Linked DNA regions of Mus musculus: all the other regions are linked to region 2. Evidence: chromatin contacts called from public HiCAR-type and promoter capture Hi-C data. All regions are on one chromosome and are shown on one strand. Each heading gives the region's core, a stretch centred on a gene start, on an enhancer-like site or on the middle of the called end of the contact. The rest is flanking DNA. Distances are from core to core; before and after follow the strand shown. Region 1 holds the start of C2cd2l (C2 calcium-dependent domain containing 2-like). Region 2 holds the start of Usp28 (ubiquitin specific peptidase 28). Region 3 holds the start of Pafah1b2 (platelet-activating factor acetylhydrolase, isoform 1b, subunit 2).

Region 1 (4,161 bases), core at 379-2,878, 4.7 Mb after region 2:
TTACTTAGCCTTCATAGAGCGGGGCATACAGGTGAGCCCTCCCACTCACTGCCAGAGAAGAGAGTTCTGCAGAGGAGAAGAACCAGCGTTCCTCAGGAAGGAATCTTGGTGGAGAAGAACCTTGCATTACGACAATTTCCTGCATCACTGGGTTCCTTGAACATGGATTTTCTTCCTGCTGACTCCTTTCTCCTAGGTTATATCCCAGCGTTCTCTCCTTCCTTGGCTCCATGTCTTCTGTTCCTAGATTAATGATGGAGATTCTAGTGATCTCCATTAGTTTTGGAGCTCGCTGTGGATGGTTAGGGTCACAGCAATGTTGCCTCACAATCTCACCTCTGTCTATCACCCCTTGCAGTAAAATCAGGCTATCTCAAGCTACATACCCTTTCCTCTTCTAGATCAGACAGCTCTGTTGCTGACAGCCATTTTTTTTTTTTTTTACCTACCCCTAGACCTTATATTGTTTACTCTCATGGGCTTGTTCCTTAGACAAATGGATTTGAAAGATATTTAACATCACATCCTATCTTGTGCGCAGAAGAAATTGTGTCAGACACCTCACCATATATATGTCTCTTGAGAAAAGAATTGCCCCTAATCTTTTTTTATAGATACCTTCCCCTGGCCCCAAGAAACAAAGATGAGCTCCAATCTTATGAGGATCTAGAGAAAAGGGTACATCCAGAGGTTGTAAATTGTGCAGTCTTCCTGGAACACCATTTCTTCGGAGTTGGCTGGGATATTACATATTTGGTGTGTGGGATGGGGTTTGGTTGTGATGCGCTCTCACCCAGGCTGGTTTCAAACTCCTTGGCAAAGGTATCACCCTGTTTCAGCCTCCTAAGTAGCTAGGACGACAGTCAGGTGGCACTACACGGGATGCCACATATTTGGATGAGAGACTTTTGACCAAATCTATTGATAGTCCAGTGCTACAATGCTAGCTCCCCTTTTCATTGCCATCCCTTCTACACGTGCTCCACAGGCAGGAGCTGTTACTATGGAAATGTATTATTTTTAAAAACAGACTCAGCCTTGGGCTTGGGAAATATCTCGAGAACAAACCCACGCAAGCAAGGTTAATAGGGGGTTCCTGAATCCTAGCTCCAAGGGGAAGGAGGACGATGGTAGTGTTCTATTCCCAACCTTTATCACGTTAAGCTTCATTTTTCTCGCCGCCGTTGACATTAGCTGGGTTTTGTCAGGCACTTCTATCTGGGAGGGACACCTTACTCCCTCTTCACCCAGTGCCTAGCTAGCTTCAGTCAAGGAGTAAGACCAGAAGCTGCTGAGCCAGGAGGTGTTAAAAGTGAGTGGTGATTTCCACAGGGACTAATTTTTAACCTACAGGCGTCCAACCCATAGAAATCTAAGAAACGTAGGGAGAACCAGGCGTCATCTCAGATAAGTGAAGTTCCCTTGCCTGGTACTGAAGGGGTGCACAGGGATTTCAGGACGGGGCGGAACAGCTAAAGACTCCGCCTATTCTCATCCCGGAATCCTCTACGTGTGCAACTCAACCCTCCCCCACTCCACCCTCCTCTAGCTCTGAGCGGCGGGTTAGCTCAGCCCCGCCCGGTGAGGGCGCGGCTCCTTTAAGGGCGGGTGGGGGCGGGGCGCCGGCGGTGTTGTCAGTGTCAGTTCTGCGCACGCAGCCCTCCCGGAGCCGGTGCCGGCCCGCGAGCCCCGGTATCTCTGCAGGCTGGTCCCTGCCCGGGTCCGGCGGGGCCCCACGCCGTGGGAGGAATCGGGTGATAGCTGGAACCTAGCTGGGGTCACACCGCCGGTGTTAGGGATCCAGATCTCTGGCTACGGAGACAGAGCTCGAGCGTCGCGACCCCGGAGGACCTCTTCTCCATCCGTGGCACCCACTGGTCCTGGAATCTCGGCGGCGCCGGAGAGCCCCGGAGCCCGCGCGCTCAGCCCCGGGGGAGCTCGCCCACGCCCCACGGTCCATCCGGGCCATGCTCCCCCGGGGCAGCGGCTGAACCCGAGCCGGGACCCGAGCCCGCGGGAGCATGGATCCGGACTGGGGGCAGCGGGATGTGGGCTGGGCGGCCCTGCTGGTTCTCTTCGCCGCCTCGCTGATCACGGTATTGGGCTGGATGCTGCAGTATGCCCGGGGTTTGTGGCTGTCGCGAGCCGATGGGGGCCGAGACTCCCGACCTGCCTCAGCTGCTGAGCCCGGGGGTTCACTGCGCGAGCTGGGTGTGTGGCGTTCGCTGCTGCGTTTGCGGGCGACCCGGACCAGCACCCCCGAGGAAGCCGGCGTACGGGGCCTCCTGGCTTCGCTCTTTGCCTTCAAGTCTTTCCGGGAGAACTGGCAACGGGCTTGGGTGCGAGCCTTGAATGAGCAGGCCTGCAGGGACGGGGTGAGTTGCACTGAGCCCCTGTGTCGTCCCTTCAGCTTTGCCTTCTAGGGAAGAGCTTGCTCATGTTAGGAGGGCTGGATTAGAGCTGGGGATCAACTGGAGAACCCTCCAGCTTTCTCTTTCAGATCAGAGAAGAGCGTGCAGGTTAGACTGGGGCTTGTAAAGAAGTCCAGTTATATACCAAATTTTCTATTTTTGTGAGCAAGGTACTCTGGTTCTAAACCCAGCACAAGTTACTGTTCTCATAGCAACGCTAATCCGTGTGCCTTAGGGCACTTCCGCCTAGACTGGCCTGGTTGGGCCAAGGGAGACAGGTGCACCTGCAGAAGGAATTTGCCTGGTCCTCATGCCACCACACCCAGTTAAGATTTCAGGCTCCCAAACCCTGGTGGTCAGGTAGAGCCCCCACGGTAACTGAATCATCTCTCCATATTTTAGTAATTTCACTACTACAGTCCTCCAGGCTGGCCTGCAGTGTAGTGTTAAAGGAAAGTAGTTTAGTTAAAGGGCATATTGATAACCTGCGTCCTTTCTAATGCATGAACTTGGGCTGCCCCTTCAGGGTCGCTCATAAACCAGAGCAGCCAGCCACCTCCACCCGTTGCACCCTGGGCATCTGGCCTCCCAGGAAGTGGGCAGGAATCAGAGTCATGAGACTGAGGTTGGGTGGAAGGCAGAGGTCTCCCATTTCTGGACCATTTCCCTTCCTGGCCATCAGACTATCAGCTCCTTGTGGAAACAGGTCTTTCTCTGTTTCCAGCCATAAGAGCTTGGAGGCTTTGCCCTATTAATCCAGATGCCTAGAGACTGAAGTGGCCCCCAAGAAGTTCTCCTGTTTCCTCTTGTCAGCTGGCCAGCTGAAAGCCAGATGACATCTGTCAGTTTATACATTGACCCTACCCCTCCAACCTGGCTCTTCCTGTACCTTGTCCCTGGGACAGCTGACTCAGCTGGACATTGGCCTCTCCTGCAGGGGGAGGAGAGAGGGGAACTAAGCACTCATCTCCCCAACTGGCATGACTTTTGAAGAAGAAAGCTGCCACCGCAGGGAAGTTTGCTAGGGAAAGTGAATGAGCTCTGTGCATTTTGTTTTCTCTATCTCAAGCCTGCAGGACATACCCAGCCCAGGCTGTGCCCCCTTCCTCAGGTAGTTCTTCTACCCTGCTTTCCACTGCTGTAGAAGAATTAGGGAGTGGCTCTTTCGAGAGCTAAGCTAATCGGCTTTCCGCTCCCTAATACTCCTGCTGTCCACCCTAAGGAATTATCTAGGCTTGGGACCCCTGAGCCCTCCCTCTGAGCTTGCTTCTCTTCCTAGCACTTCTGATGGGGTTTCCTGGAGACATGATAAGTTAGTCTTTATTTCTAAGAACTTAAGCAGCGTGATAGGATACCATTGACCATTCACATCCTGTTTGTTTGGGGAAAGGCTTAGCCTTATTTCTTCATCTTATTTTATAGCACATGACACAACCATTTCACTTCAGCCTTGCCCAGCAGTGACCATGTCACTCTCTTGTTGTCATTGTCACTTACCTCTATTTGTGATTACAGTGAATGATGAGGTGGAGGGGTGAAGAGGGAAACAGGGAGTACAGAGAGGTTCCAGGGATTTGAAGAATTACCCAAGGTTCAAAGGCAAGCTGGCCTCTAAGGTAGCCTCTGGAAGCTGCAGATCCCTGGAGACAGTGGGGCTGCAGGGGAAACCTTCTGCCCTAAGCTGTTGAGCCAAGAAGGGGCCAGAGGCCAGCCTGGAGCCGAGGCCTCTGCAGTGCTAGAATCAAGCCAG
Region 2 (4,581 bases), core at 804-3,303:
ACCAACTGGGGAAGGGAAAACGTGGCAAGTTTTAAATAGCTCCTGAGTGTCGGGGGAGGATAGCTCCTCTCAACTATATTAAACATCTTTTAAGGGAAAGGAGAAAGCCTTGTGAAGTCAAAAGAAAGAATCCGTCCTACACGGAGCTTATCAAGAGGAAGAAGTTATTAATACTCTCATGAAATGTCAAAGTTATGCAGCACCCACACCTTCAAGGTAACCCATGCCTCAAGCATTTTATCCTGACCTGAGAAAAAAGGGCAACGGGCTATCAAGCCTTCAAAGCTTATCATCTGTCAGCCTGGGGCAAAATCTCTGGGAATACTAACCAGTAAATGTCATCACTCCGCAGGTCGCCCGCCCAGAATCAGGCTACTGCAGCTAGCCACAGCCTGGGAGTGCCAAACCTTCCCAAAATAGCTCTGACTTTATACACAATGCTCAAACACCTTACATGCAAACCCTCAAATAGAGAGTGCTCAACTACCGGTCACTCCTCAGCAGCCTGTGACAGAGGTAAATGAAAATACCACTGATCGAAAGGCATGTGGTCTTAAATGACGGGCCCAGAACAAATTTAAATATGACTTGCTCTCCCTCAAAATAGTATCAATATGACTGTCTCAAAACCAAATCTCACCACCTGTTTATAAGTCACTGTCCCCAACACAAGTAGACTTGTGGGGAGGAAAACAGAGAAAAATACAGACCCAATGTCCAAAAGACACTGTTGAGTAATAAACAATTTTTATCTGATCGCCAAAAAAAAAAAAAAAAAAAAATCCACCTACTTTCATTTTACAGGCCAAGACTTAGAGATATCTTTTTCTACATGAATTTTAAAGAGCCTGCTATGTTTTAAACTTGTAGTCTGGGGGTGTAGTGCTTGATTATCTCATGCGATAGGCCCTAGGCTTGATCCTCAGCACCTCAAATTATTAAAATTTAACTATAGAAGACATTAATTATAGAATTTAATTATAGAGTTTTTCTTAGCAGTATCTCAAATTTTTATTCTAAATATTTTATAAATTTTCTCGACTGCAAACTCGGTATTTGAATCCTTGGTATAGGTTTTCCATTTTGTCATTTAAAAAGTGCAGTTCTTGAGGGACGAGGATGTTGTGTTACGTTATAACATTCCAAAGTAAAACTGGATGACAGTCTCAAATTGCCCACTTCCCAAGTTTCTTTAAAAGACATTATGAGCCTTTTGATTTTTTTTCCAAATCAGTGTTACTAAAGGCCCACCATCTAAGCCCTAAGAGCCTTGTAATATTTTTCAACCTTTTTATATTACTAGGAACATAGTAAAGTGCCTTCTATTCATTGTGCTTTTCTCTCCCCTCCTTCAAAACCTACAGTGATCAATGAGATAATTCGGGAAGCTGATTTGTTTCCGAGGGAAAAAAAGAACTGAATGAAAAGCGGGGCGGGAAAAGGGAGGAGTGGGGCTCCGGGTCTTTTTTGCACTTTGTTGATAAACGCCGGCTTTAAGTGAGATAACTTAAGTCTGCGTTAGCCTCAGAGAAGCCACTGCCATAAAACTGATTTGAGAGTCAGAACAAGGCACCGTGGCCGTGCTTTTGGGAAGTTTTTAGCTGCTGGGTCGGGCCCGGTGCACACTTCGGGGTGACCTCGCTGCCTACGATCTCACGTGCAACCCCTCCCGTTAGGGTCCCTAGCACCGGGTCCCACAATCCCGCTCGGAACCTTAGCTGGCTTATACACCCAGGCAACCTCACACAGGCTCGCGGACCCAGCCTCGCAAAGTCCCGGGAAGACCGGGTTGCTCTCGCCCTAGCCCGCAGGCCCCGGCCTCTGTCGGCCCTCGCCCGCTTGGCCCGCCGCGCCCCTCTCAGCCGGAACCCGGGCCCCGCTACCCTCACCCGCCGCTCACCGAGCCATGGCCGTCCGCCGCCCCCGCCGAGTCGTCCTGCTGCAGCTCCGCAGTCATGGCCGTGGTGTCCCTCCGCGTGTAGCCCCACTCTCGTTGTCGTCTTCGCCGCGGTCGCCACCGCCACCACCACCGCCCCCGAAGCCCGGGAGCACCGGGAGGCACCGCCCACACGTCCCGCCCCCGCCCGCGGCGCGCGATGGAAGCCCCGCCCACGCCAGCCCGCTCCCAACACTCCCCACCCACAGCACGCGGCAGAGGCTCCTCCCACGGCGTTCGCTGGATGCCCCACCCCCGCCAGCCGACTCCCACCCATCTTGCGGCTTGCGCCGGAGACCCCGCCTACATGCCCCACCCACACAGCCGAGGTTCCCTCTCCCAAGGCTCCGCCCACGCCAATTTAGAGCCCCGGTGGCCCCGCCCATACACTCTGCTCACGCCCGCAGCGTGCGCCAGAGGCGTCACCCACGCGCCCGCCCCTGGTTTGCGTGAGCCGGAGGCGGGGCGTCTTCGCGTGCTCTGGCCCACGTGACCGCAGCCGGGCACAAACTAAGGGGTCAGCGTCGCCTCGCCAGCTGTTGCTATTTCCGCCTTAGGTGCCCAGGAAGTGGGCGGTGAGGCCTCTGGGTTTCCAAGACTCCTTTTTTACTCCATCCCGCGCTTGCTGAGCCTTGCATCTGCGTCCAGCCTGCCCCCAGCTCCCCATAAGCTTGGTAAGGCTGCTGGGTTCCTTCTGCTGACAGATTTTCCCACCAGACCTCTTAGCCATTTCCTAATCTGGGGACGCGAAGAGAAACGTAGACTGACTCGAGTGGTTTGTATAAAGACAACTGAATGGCCAGGACCTTCACAGAGCTCAGCATCGTGTCTTAATCCTGAACAGTTGCCCCATGTTCCAAATTCCCGTTTTCAGGCCATGTGTGTAATAAGCTGTGTTGACTCTAGCTCATGCACTAAGCCACCTACCACCCCTTTTAATGTTTGGGAAGAGGGTTCTTATTGTTGGTGATATTGGTTTGGGTTTTTTTTGAAACAGGATGTCACGTGGATTGGACTTGCCTCAGACTGTGTAGCCGTGGTTGGCCTTAAATTCTTGGTCCTCTGCCTCCACCTGGTCAAATGATGGTAAGTCTTTACTGCCATGTTAAACTTAACACTTTGAGATGATCTCATTAAGTTCCCCAGGCTGGCTTTGAACTTTCTATACTTCTGCCTTAGTCTCCTATGTGGAATAAATTTGGGACCTGTGTCTATCAGGTCCATCCTTGTCAGGATTCTCTGAAGACAGAACCATTAGACTTGATAAAATTAGAATGGGAGGGCCCTGGAGAGATGCCTCAGTAGTTAAGAGCATTAAAAAGCACTGGCTGCTCTTCCAGAGGTCCTGTGTGTGGGAAGCCACATGTGCCGTTGCAGGGTGGCGCTGGCCACCACGCATAAGTTTGGGTAAACAACCAATGTGTACATATGCAGTAAAGTTTTTCACCAAGTCACTGCCTCGCCCGGGCATGATAATGAGGCTCCATGAGATACTGAGAGAATAACCAATCAGATGGGGGGCATGCAAATGAGGTATGATAATGAGGCTCAGTGAGGTACTGAGAGAGAATAGCCAATCAGATGAGGAACATGCAAATGAGGTGGAAAGCATAACCAATCTGGGTGTGAGACACGCCTCTCCTAGGCCTATATAAGCAGCAACAGTTCTGGGTGTGGGGGTCTTTTTGCCTCTGCAATCAAGCTCTCCCAATAAACGTGTGCAGAAGGATCCTGTTGTGGTATCTGCTTTGCTGGCGAGTCGGGCACTCACAAGAGTCCTGAGTTGAATTCCCAGCAACCACATGGTGGCTCACAACCATCTACCGTCTATTACCCTCTTCTGGTATTCAGTTGTACATGCAGATAGAGCACTCCTATACATAAAGTTTTAAAAAGTAATAGAAAATTATAGAGAGACTGATTAAGTTATTACTGATTATACAATCAAAGGCAGGTGTGTCCAGTGTCTGTACACACAGGAGAGCCAAATCACAGAACAAAAGAAGTCAGTACAAGAAACTTGAATTCCTAAGCCTCGCCAGTAGTAAACCGTTTATGTGGGTGCTGAGACTCAAACTCGGGGCCTCAACAAGGGCAGTGTATGCCTTTAACCACTGAGCGGTCTCTCTAGCCCCATTTTCTTTCTTTTTTTTTTTTAAATTTTTATTTGGTATCTTCCTCATTTACATTTCCAATGCTATCCCAAAAGTCCCCCATACCCACCCACCCCCACTCCCCTACCCACCCACTCCCTCTTTTGGGCCCTGGCGTTCCCCTGTACTGGGGCATATAAAGTTTGCAAGTCCAATGGGCCTCTCTTTCCAGTGATGGCCGACTAGGCCATCTTTTGATACATACGCAGCTAGAGACAAGAGCTCCGGGGTACTGGTTAGTTCATATTGTTGTTCCACCTATAGGGTTGCATTTCCCTTTAGCTCCTTGGGTACTTTCTCTAGCTCCTCCATTGGGGGCCCTGTGATCCATCCAATAGCTGACTGTGAGCATCCACTTCTGTGTTTGCTAGGCTCCGGCATAGTCTCACAAGAGACAGCTATATCTGGGTCCTTTCAGCAAAATCTTGCTAGTGTATGCAATGGTGTCAGCGTTTGGAAGCTGATTATGGGATGGATCCCAGGATATGGCAA
Region 3 (4,406 bases), core at 1,366-3,865, 3.0 Mb after region 2:
CTTAGAATTCTACTTCACTGGAAAAGAATATGCTATTTTAATCATTCGCATACATGTGTCATGTGGGTACATGCATGTAAGTGTAGAGGAAGGCATTGGGTCCCATGGAGCTGGAGTTACAGGGTGTTGTAAGCCATGGGATATGGGAGCTGGGAAACCAGCTTGGGTCCTCTGCAAGAGTAGTAGGTACGCTTAACCACTGTGCCATCTCTTCAGCCCCAGGACTTTCTTTTCTTTTTTTTTTCTTTGTTGTTGTTTTTTGAGACAGGGTTTCTCTGTATAGCCCTGGCTGTCCTGGAACTCACTTTTGTAGACCAGGCTGGCCTCGAACTCAGAAATCCACCTGTCTCTGCCTCCCGAGTGCTGGGATTAAAGGCATGCACCACCACGCCCGGCGTTCTTTTTTTTTTTTTTTTAAGATTTATTTATTTATTTATTTTATGTATATGAGTACACTGTAGCTATACAGATGGTTGTGAGCCATCATGTGGGTGCTGGGAATTGAACTCAGGACCTCTACTCACTCCAGTCCCAGTCACTCCAGCCCAAAGATTAATTTATTTTATGTAAGTACACTGTAGCTGTCTTCAGACACACCAGAAGAGGGCATCAAATCTCATTACGGATGGTTGCCAGCCATCATGTGGTTGCTGGGATTTGAACTCAGGACCTTCGGAAAAGCAGTCAGTGCTTTGGTTTTTTTTGTTTTTTTTTTTGTTTTTGTTTTGTGTGTTTGTTTGTTTGTTTTGCGGGGGGGGGGGGGTTGAGACAGGGTTTCTCTGTATAGCCCTGGCTGTCCTGGAACTCACTCTGTAGACCAGGCTGGCCTCGAACTCAGAAATCCGCCTGCCTCTGCCTCCCAAGTGCTGGGATTAAAGGCTTGCGCCACCACAACCCAGCCAGTCAGTGCTCTTAACTGCTGAACCATCTCGCCAACCCCCAGGATTTTCAAATATAGAATGTCTCCTTGGGTTCAATCTATAGTACAACCAAAAATGAGGAGCCTTAAGGGCTTGAAGAAAAGTTTTGTAGAGCTGAGAATGTAGCTCAGTTGATAGTTTTTGTCTAAGACGCATAAAGCCCTGTACTCAATCCTGAAGGACTGTGTGAGACCCAAGCATGGTGGCACCCAGGAAGGGAGGAAGCAGGAAGGTCCTACGTTCATAGCTGCAGAGTGAAGTGGAGGCTATCCTGGGCTACGTTTTTCATTTTAAGAGCAAGCAATCAATCAAGGTTTCTTATGAATAAAAGATAGTATCAAAATGTGTGTGTGTGTCAGAGAGACAGAGAGAGAGAGAGAGAGAGAGAGAGAGAGAGAAGGGGGAACACCATGACTAAAAGCCAAGTGGAGAGGAAAGGACTTACTTCCTTTACAGCTCTCAGATCACAGCTGTCACAGAGAGAAGTCAGGGTAGGAACTGGAGCTATAGAATGTCGTTTCTTACTGACTGACTGTGTGCTCTTATACAACTCAACTCAGGGCCACCTTCGCCAAGTGGCACCACTCACAGTGGGATACGCCCATCAATTATTAATCAAGAAAATACCCTCATAGACTGCCTACATGCCAATCGGATGAAGGCATTTTTAAAGTTCCCTTCCTCAAATGACCCTGATTTGTGTCATTGACAAAAACAACCCAGACATAGGGCTTTATCATTGGAAACCAATTCAAGTTGTTTCTCTTAACAGTGTATTTAATACTAAACTGTTTAAATAACCCTTTACGATATTCTCTTGATCAAAACACTTAAAACAGCACTTACTGAGATCTTGCTAGTGTACCATATGTAACTGGAATATCTGCAGAAGAGTTATGGAGGCAGTGACAAAGTCATTATCTTGAAATTTTTATTTTGCATTCGAGATAATACAAGCAGCACATAAGTGATTTGAAATTTTATTTTATTATCTCGATAATTTAGGCTTACAGGTTTCAAGAACATTCTCAATCAGTTTCAGAGTCCTGGAATGCTCTGCAATTCACTATTATGAGTTTGAATGAATCCTATCCATCATTAAAGAGCCAGCCCTGGCACTGCTCCACCAAGTTTCCCTGCTAATGATGACGCAATCTCTTGCCCCTCCTCTTGGCGCTGATCTGTCCTGCACTTATCCAGCCGTTAGCATCTAATCTCTACATTGACTCTCTATGTACTCCCCTAAACTGGATGGATTTCTAAGGTAAAGACTGGGGTTTCTGTTATTCCCCGAGTGGTATCTATCACACAATTCTGAGTATCATCATAGAAATTCTGCTGGTAAATGTAGGGGTTGCCCCTTTTAACTTCGGGCCTATTTCTCCCCATTCTCTGCAATCTGGTTTATCCCATCGGTGGAGGAAATCAGTGGCTAAGAAGGGAGTAGCGTCAGCGAGAGGTCAAGCTACACTGTCTCTAAGGCCATCTCCGGATAGTTTCCGTCATCCTATCAGGACAGGAAGGCAGTTACAGGAAAGATGGAGGCTCAAGTCGGGGAAAGAAAGAGAACAAAGTCAGTACTTGGCAGGGACGGTAGACCTGTGCGCCAAGCAAAGAGCGCGCACTGCGAGGGAAAGTGAGGCGCACCCGCCCCGCAACTAGCCCCGCAGCCAGGGGCGGGACTTCCGGAAGCCATTTGCCCGAGTGGCAGGGGGACCGGAAGTGGAGGCGCTGCTGCTTGGTGCTGGGGCCCGAGGAGGGGACGCGCGCCGGAACGCGGCCGTCGGGATCAAGCGAGCGACTGAAGCGCAACCCGCCGACGCCGCAGCCGCTGAGGGCCCCGCACGGACCCTCTGCCTGTGTGAGTGCATCGTGGGGACCGCGGAGCCGGGGCCTCGTCGTGACGGGTGGGACGCGCGGGCGAGCCGGTATTGTGAGGCCCGGCTCCCCTCCCCCACGCCGCCCCTCCCCCGCCGCGCCCCGCGCTGTCGCCCTGCAGGGCCTCCGGGGCCCCGCGCCGTCGCCGCTGCCCTGCGGCGCCCTGGTTCCACCCTGGCCAGCGGCTGAGCGGCCCGCGGGTCCCCTGGCCCGGCCTCCTGCCTCAGCTGTCGCCTTTTCCCTCCATCCCCGGGGTGGGACCTCTAGGCCCAAGCCTGTGACTGGGTTGTGCCTTTTTTTTTTTTTTAACGGATCACGCTCTTTGCCCTTCTCGTCGAAAATTGTCTCCTCATTCGAAACTTCTCTGTTGCCTTCGCTTATACTTCCCAAAGACCCGTGTCAGGGCTCTGAAAGGATTGGTAGAGGCTAGCCTTAAGGGTCACCCACTTCATTCGGCGACGAGGCCCAGGCGTTGGTGACTTGGCCGATGGCCTACCGCCAGCCAGGTACATCTGTCAGTGAGTAGTTTCCTTGGAGGTGTGTTTCCTCTCCCCAGCCCTTGTGGTCCATGTCCACTTAGCGGGTCAGAGCCTGTGGTCTCCAGGTTTGAGTTACTCATGGCAGAGTGACTCGTTATCCTTTCCATAGCTCCCAGGCTGACGTTGCCTTTCATCATGTATATACGGATCTTAAGGAAACCCAAAGCCATAAAGCGTTGGCGTCTCTGAAGAACGTGGCTATGGACAAAGGGAAGGGCACCAAGACGCTAAGAGCAGGTCCTAGACTTGCATTTTCTACAGCGTTGAGTTGAGTGGAGAGAATGGGCCAGAGGAAAAGGTGTGGAAAAGAGAAAAATGCAAGCTTATCTTTCCCTTGGATGAGGCTTGTGTCTGCCCGTCAGTTCCTTCTCTGGGCACATTGTTCAGACTTAAAGGTTGCCTCCTTGTGGGAGAGCAGGGGAGGGAATCATTGTGCATTAATTTGTTGGCATGGGCACTTGATAATAAATTATGGATGGGCTGGATCCTGGGGGGCCGCCCACCAGAGACCGGGGCAGGGCATTCTGGACGAGGCTTGCCTTCCTCTTCAGAATAATTCTGCCAACTCTCTGAAGCAAAATGAAAAGCCTCAGGCCTTAATGGAAGCATCCTAAATCTTTTCATTCTCATTCAAAAGTCTCAGCAAGCTTCTAGGTTCTCTCTCTCTCTCTCTCTCTCTCTCTCTCTCACACACACACACACACACACACACACACACACACACACACACACACACCCCGGCTGAGCTTGAGGGGTTGTAGTTGTTTTGTTGGGACTGACTTCCACACCACTAGTGTAGAGAGTCCGGTGCTGTGCTGTGTCGTTGAGGTCTAAATTAAGTGGGGAAGATAGAAAGTTTAGGATTAGGACTGCCTTCTCTCCCTGGAGATTTTTGAAGGACAACAAAGTTTGCTCTGCAAAATAGTTTTTCATGGAAATGTACACAGTTGCCCACCTTTTATCGCCTCCTTGCTAGTTTTTCATAGGAAGCCTGCAGTTCCCTGGCTAAGGAGATTATTCTGACCCAGTAAGGTGAGGTGGGAAGTGTTGGTTTTTAGTTTTTGAACTC

The links. Promoter capture Hi-C pulls out the DNA fragments that hold promoters and counts their contacts. HiCAR-type assays count read pairs that join an accessible place to other places.
Region 1: a contact with region 2 is called in a promoter capture Hi-C map of pre-B cells. The contact joins the promoter of C2cd2l here to the promoter of Usp28 in region 2. A contact is called at or near these places in 2 of 39 promoter capture datasets (cranial neural crest and pre-B cells).
Region 3: a contact with region 2 is called in a HiCAR-type map of astrocytes, with 7 times the contacts expected there. The contact joins the promoter of Pafah1b2 here to the promoter of Usp28 in region 2. A contact is called at or near these places in 2 of 39 promoter capture datasets (the C10 cell line and pre-B cells) and 1 of 115 datasets of contacts at active chromatin or transcription factors (astrocytes).

Annotation. Positions count from the first base shown.
Region 1 is chr9:44,317,749-44,321,909 of GRCm38.p6, reverse strand. C2cd2l (C2 calcium-dependent domain containing 2-like) reads left to right here and starts at 1,628. Exons shown (of 14, transcript NM_027909.2): 1 at 1,628-2,375. The coding sequence starts at 2,022.
Region 2 is chr9:48,982,857-48,987,437 of GRCm38.p6, reverse strand. It overlaps Usp28 (ubiquitin specific peptidase 28), which reads right to left and starts at 2,053. Exons shown (of 25, transcript NM_001359739.1): 1 at 1,901-2,053. The coding sequence starts at 1,957. It overlaps Gm51673 (a long non-coding RNA gene), which reads left to right and starts at 2,309. Exons shown (of 3, transcript XR_003948157.1): 1 at 2,309-2,610; 2 at 2,934-3,022.
Region 3 is chr9:45,983,080-45,987,485 of GRCm38.p6, reverse strand. Pafah1b2 (platelet-activating factor acetylhydrolase, isoform 1b, subunit 2) reads left to right here and starts at 2,615. Exons shown (of 6, transcript NM_008775.3): 1 at 2,615-2,781.